Regions from separate parts of the Zea mays genome. Here region 1 is linked to region 2. The links are chromatin contacts, called in public Hi-C maps. All regions are on one chromosome and are shown on one strand. The core of a region is the stretch at or near the end of the contact, and the rest is flanking DNA. Distances in the headings are between cores, read along the strand shown.

Region 1 (3,068 bases), core at 370-2,869, 270 kb after region 2:
AAGTGACAAGGGACCAGGGTATGACGATATGATTTTCTCAAAAGACACTGTTGCATTTGCAAACATAAAATAGCTGTTGAAAGAGAATAATTTCAAGTGATGATACATTACTGCACTGATAAGAAAGAGCAAGTGCCAAATTCGGATGCCAGGCAACCTACACGTTCATAAGCTCCAATTCATTCACCCAGAACTGTGCCCGCTCCACCAACTACAGAAACAAAACAAGTAGAACGTCACCAAACTACAAATTTAACAATGCATAAGTACCGGATGCAGTTCAAAGGCTCCTACTTGGGTACAATTGTACAAATCAAACCTAATTTGGCAGACCCACATGGAAAACAGATGCACATTTAAATGGTTTGCTTGGACACTTACACAAGACGAAATTCCGCAGCAGACAACTTGGATTTAAGGGGTTGTCCACATCAAGATAATTGCATTATGCGCAATGGACCGTGTGAGACTGGCATACGCTTATATCTTTTATGCCAAAATATTTCAACAGCCTGGCAATCTATGTAATGTGGAACCTCAGGAAAGAACGAAACTGAATCATCTTCGAGAATTGTTCCAAACAGCAAAGCAAATGTCTTTGAAAGCAAAATGATGGCATGCGATTCTGCAGTTCATTTTCTTTGTTCCGTGTTATGAGGGTGCGGTATGCCTTTTTTTTGGGGGGGGGTGCTGCTTGAGCTTCCCAGTTCTTTGTTTCTAAAACTGTTGTGATCTTTCTTTTCTCTCTTAAACTGAAAGGCAGAGATCCGGGCATTTATACATTACAAAAAGGAAAAAATCATCCAATCCAGAAACCAAACAAGCTGCAACCTAAAACCAATAAAACCTTTTGGCGGATTTCTAGCCCAAGGTAGTTCTGACTCTTGCCAGAATTCTTCGCGTGCCAAATCAAGAACCTCCCACTCCCTGGACATCAAGATTCCCTGAGAACATCCTCTTTCAAGCAACCCATTGCCAGTATAAAATAAAATTAAATAAAAGTAGCACTTGCGCACCGCAGCCGATGTCGACCATGAGGGGAAGCAAGGGGTCGTCGAACACCTCCTTCCACTCTGGCGGCCCCGTGGGCTCCTACGCACCGCAAAACAGAGCACAAATTAACTGAAAATACGAGTGCCTGTGCTCGCTTGGCAATATTAAAAAAATGGGTGAGGAGTTAGGAGTGCTTTACCGAGAAGGATGAGCTGAGCGGGTTCACGTGCTGCCGTATGCGCATGTGATGGCCCCTCTGCGTACAGAGATGGATCAGCGGTAAGATTGGAATAGCACCGGGGTACGGACGAAGAGAAGAAGGGTGACGACAGACGTTGGGGTACAGAGGCCGGAGGTTGAGGTCGGCGTACTCCTTGTCCACGGCGTCTGGGCTCTGCGCAGCGGAACACCGGGCCCGGGACGAGAGAGGGCAGCGGGCGGAGGGGAGGTGGAGCAGGCGCCAGCACACTGTGGCCGCAGTTGTCCAAGCCATGCTGCGCTAGGGTCTCGGCTGTTGCTGCTGCCGAGCGGGGGACGTCGTGGAGTTTCGGCCTTGTTTGTCTGTCTGATGGGTAAGCGACGAAGTGATGGCGTTCGTGCGTGCGAGGCGACGGCGGCGCGACTTTGCGGCGGGGAGGGATGCCGAGCGCCGGGTGCGACCCGCAGCCATTTGTGAGAATGTAGCGTGATTCGGTGCTTGGATAGTGGACGGCCCAATGCTTTTGACCTCAAAATTGACATGGGCTACGACGACACTTATCCTCCTCTCGGCCCAAATGACAGGATTGAAAAGGAACCCAAAAATAAATCAACTGTCAATTCTATATGCAACATGTTAGCCACTGAAAATCCTCCAGTTTCGAGGCACATGATGACAGCTTCTTTCTTTTTGCGACACACATGGTAGCTCATGTTACTGTTGGTTTTCTGAAGCAACTAGACCTCACTAGTACCTCTCTTTGTACGAACTAAACTACCAAGGGAACCAATTTACAACCTGTACATGGTAACAACAGGCAATGGGTGTTTGATTCAAAAAAAAAACAGGCAATGGGTGTTATGGGCTATGCTCTTGGATGACAATGAACTTGTATGCGTCGAGCTGCTGCTGACCCTCTTCTCGTGGCAGCATCCTAAATCCTGCTTTTGAATGTAAGTTTAACCGTTTGAAGCCTCGGTCATCTCCGGATGGTGATTGAGACCCGATCAACCCTGCATTTGAATATATGTCTAACCATTTAGTAAGTAATGAAAGGAACAGCACCTGTGTTTTGGAGTCTATAATGCTTTACCTGCCCAATTGTGATAGTTCCGGTTCCTGGAGCAGCAAATCTTGCAGTTTCTCAGCGCTAGCATCACTGTTAGCAGTAGAAAAGAGAAAGGTTCAGAAATTTCGCTGCCAATAGATTCAGAAGATAGGGTAACATGCTAATTGCAGCACACCTGGAATCAAGAGAGAGTAGCCTATGATGAATTGAGCTATCAGAGCCAATGTAAGTGACAACTAGGCTTCCAGCATCTGGATGTGGCCAGCTTCGGGTGATAGGAAATCTGAGAACAAATGTTCCTGCCTCCTTTAACAATTCCCTGGAACTTCTTAGTGCACTCTCAGCTTCTTCTGTTGTAATCAAGCCCTCTATCCATCTAGGTGCTGTGCAATCCCACAGCTTTTTAATTCTCTCTCTCGATAATGAAACAGCCACTGGGTATAACCAGCACCATAGCCTATCAAATTCATCTCTTCCTATGTCCTCACCACAACCAGCAATGCCTCTTAAAACCTCAAGATCCTGAAACAGTGAATACTATGCAATTAAACATTGCACCGTACAAAAAGTATACAACCCTGGGACTGATAGTTAACATACTGAGGTCATGTAAAGATATCCTACCTGCTCTGATAAACCCCTACGCACAGAATGGGCAATGTTCGTAAATTTTGTTATGATCTCTGGAATGGCAGATGACCAAAGAGCACGTTCATTGTTCTTTGAGATCATGTTCCAAGTGTCAGCACCCTCTCTGAGCAATCTCTTCGACATTAATATTTGGTTTCTAGAAGGGAAAAATAAATC
Region 2 (2,979 bases), core at 53-2,552:
GACAATTCAGTTAGCAAATAACAGAAGTCTCATAGCAACAAATATATTAAAAATTATGTTACCATCAATCAGGCGCCCACAAGAACGACGAAAACAGCAAACTACAGTATGATCACCACATGCTCCTCACCTCCGTAGTAATACGCTGGTAGATAAAACAGGTTGGGATCCGTAAAGTCTTGGATCACCGGCGTGATGGACGGCTCCGGCGGGATCGCCACGCTCAGCGGCTGGCTCGCCGCGGCGCCCTGCTGGTTTAAATTTAAATGAACAGCACAAAGAAGCGACGAATCAGAACCGCGGATTATCTCGACAAAACCATGAGCATGGGGACAGGACGAGAAGCCACGGGCGCTTGTGCTGTTATCCCTTTACCTTTTTGGCGGTGGCAGCAGCAGGCTGTGTTGCGTCCGCCGCCTTGGGCTGCGAGTCGAGCGACAGCTTCTGCAGCAGATCCGTGGTTTCTTCGCGCAACAGCAAAGCGGAGAATTAAGGTGCAACGGTTTGTTTCTAGATCGACCCCCCCCCCCCCCACCCAGACCTTGCAAGCTACTGAATCCTATCGAGCAGTATGAATAAACGTAAACCAATCACAAACCCAGAAGAAAAAGAAGAGATTTGTTTCTGTTATCCCCCTGTAGAGCTGAGCTCGCAAACAGCAGCGAAGACACAGTTAAAAAGAAAGAAAACCCCGTATGGATCTGTACAGTTCAAAGCGAAACGAGGCGGTAGCCGGTAGGGACAGACGATTTCACACGGTAGCCTTGCGCAGCCGCCATGGGAAGGCAAACCCCCTTTGACCCCCAACCAACCAACCAACCAACGAAGCAGCAAGGCAAAAAAAACCTTTGACCCCGCGCGCGACCAAGCAGCGAAACCCCGGAAAGGCAAAAACCTCTGGCGCACGGCAGCGAACGAAGGATACGATCCGCGACAGGGACGGTGGCAGGAGCAGGAGCCGGAACCGGTGCCGGCGCGGGGGCCGGGGGCGGCGCGACGGCGGCCATGGCGCGAGATCCCAACGAACGAACGAACGAACGGGGAGGCAGCGGCGAGATCCGAGAGCCCCCCGACCGACCGACCGACCGACCGGGCCTTGTCCCCTCTTCCTCTCCTACGGATAGGTAGGCAGGTACGCGCGAGCTTAAGCTCGGGGTAAAAGGAGGGAGCGAGAGGAGGTGGCGGCGGCGGCGGCGGGGCGTGGGGACTGGGGAGGAGGGAGGCGAGCCGCAGCAGCGCGGCGGGTAGCGGTAGCGGGGGATAGCAGCACGGTTTACTGGTACAAGAGGGGCTGCTGTGTCTGGAGCGGAAAAGGAGGGGTTTTGGGTGGGGTGCGGGGGGTCATATAGCACCAGGAGGTGCTTGCTGGCTAGTAGGCTACAGTGCTAGTACACCCGTATAGGCCTGTGGAGTTCGGCAGCCGCACGGCTCTCTCTCGCGAGCCTGCCGCCTGCCGCCTGCCTGGCGTTCGCTTTGGATTCCTCCCCCTCCCCGCCGGCCCGCACCACTCCATTTTCTGTTTCTGTATTTTCGTCACGCTCCCTGCACTACGGCCTCTTCTTTTCTGGGTTCGTGCGGGCGAGTGGTGAATGGTCGGTCTCTATTGGTGGATTAGTTTACTACTTTACTAGTGTGGGTAATCGTGATCGCGGGGTGCTGGGTTTCAAAGCTAATTCCGATGTGGTTTAAAGCCAGGCAGCCAGACGAGACGACGAGTACCTGGCGCTTAGCTGAGGCCTTGTTTTTTTTTGTGCGTGTGTGTGACTGTGCACTGCAGCGTGTTGTGTTCGTATTCCTTTTTTGGTTAAAATTAAACCCGTGTACAGTGACCACTACGTGTTGATGACTATTTCGGGCGACAACCTGTCTCCGGTGGTGCACAGTGCAGAGCTGCGGTGGCGAAGAAGAGTGGCGGCGATGAGCTCACACACGTGCTGCTGCTACAACTACAGTTGGCTACAGTAGATCGTGTGCTGTGTAGTAGAGTAGCGGCCCGCGCGAGTCCAGCAATAATTGCGCGAGTCGTCGCCAGACCGTCGATCGCGTTTTCTACTAAAGGAAAAGACAAATGGAAAAGAGGAGGTGGCGGGAATCGGCAAACGCTCTAGCAGTTTCGCAGAGAAACGGTAGACGAGGAGCCACGGCAGCAGCAGCAGAAGAGCGCACCGGACTGGAACCGGACGGCTGGCAGTGCCGCCACGCACCGAGCCCAGCCGTCCAATAAGGGCCATAATGGCCGTGAGCAGCCGGCGCCCTGCTTTCTTTTCTTTTCATCTTTTGTATTGTTTTAGGGGCATTCTCTTTTCTTTTTCTTTTTTTTACCCAAATTTTCTCGGTGCCTTTCCGTCGCAAGGCACATGGATGGAGAAACGAAGCGAGGGTAGATAAGATCGCGCTGGCACGTGCCGCGCCTACCAACTTGTTGCCTCTGCCTATCCCTACCAGGCGCAGACGGGTCGAACGGGGTCGCGTCGTACATCTGTTATCTTCCCTTCTCTTCTTTTCTCTTCTTTTCTTTCCTTTGATTGAACTAACGGCGGGGAAATTTTGATAGCAAGGGTGGGAGGGACAAAAGAATAAACGGACGAGGCCGTTTTCTCTTTCTTGCGACGTCGAAATCTGGCCCGGCCGGCCGCGCCGCCGGTGGCGAGATTCCGGCGCCGGGCGTGGACGCGTGGCTGCGTCCCGTCCGGCAGAACTGGAAATGGGATCGCGTGACGGAGGAATGCACGTGGGTTTTTTTTTTCCCTGCGATCTCGTCCGGCGGCGTCTTGGCACTTGGCAGGCTGCAGCTGTGGTGAGAGTGAGACGGTCGCGATGACGTGCTGCGTACGCTGAACAGCGAAAAACATGGCGCTTGCTATACAAGAAAGGAGGAAGTGATTTCCTGAGCCAAAAAAGAGAGAGGCTGGTAACAAAACAAAAAAAAAAACACGGCGCTGCTCTTTTCCTGCGCCGATGGCGATCCATCCACGGGAT

Evidence for each region. A called contact is a pair of places that touch in the nucleus more often than the background predicts.
Region 1: a contact with region 2 is called in a Hi-C map of tassel, with 2.3 times the contacts expected there. The contact joins the promoter of LOC100273937 here to the promoter of LOC100383598 in region 2. A contact is called at or near these places in 2 of 25 Hi-C or Micro-C datasets (leaf and tassel).

What each region holds. Positions count from the first base shown.
Region 1 is chr1:12,526,223-12,529,290 of Zm-B73-REFERENCE-NAM-5.0, forward strand. It overlaps LOC100273937, which reads right to left and starts at 1,620. Exons shown (of 8, transcript NM_001148329.1): 1 at 1,328-1,620; 2 at 1,193-1,249; 3 at 1,017-1,092; 4 at 848-927; 5 at 162-211; 6 at 1-73. The coding sequence starts at 1,486.
Region 2 is chr1:12,253,716-12,256,694 of Zm-B73-REFERENCE-NAM-5.0, forward strand. It overlaps LOC100383598, which reads right to left and starts at 1,303. Exons shown (of 9, transcript NM_001176246.1): 1 at 926-1,303; 2 at 376-464; 3 at 131-248. The coding sequence starts at 1,007.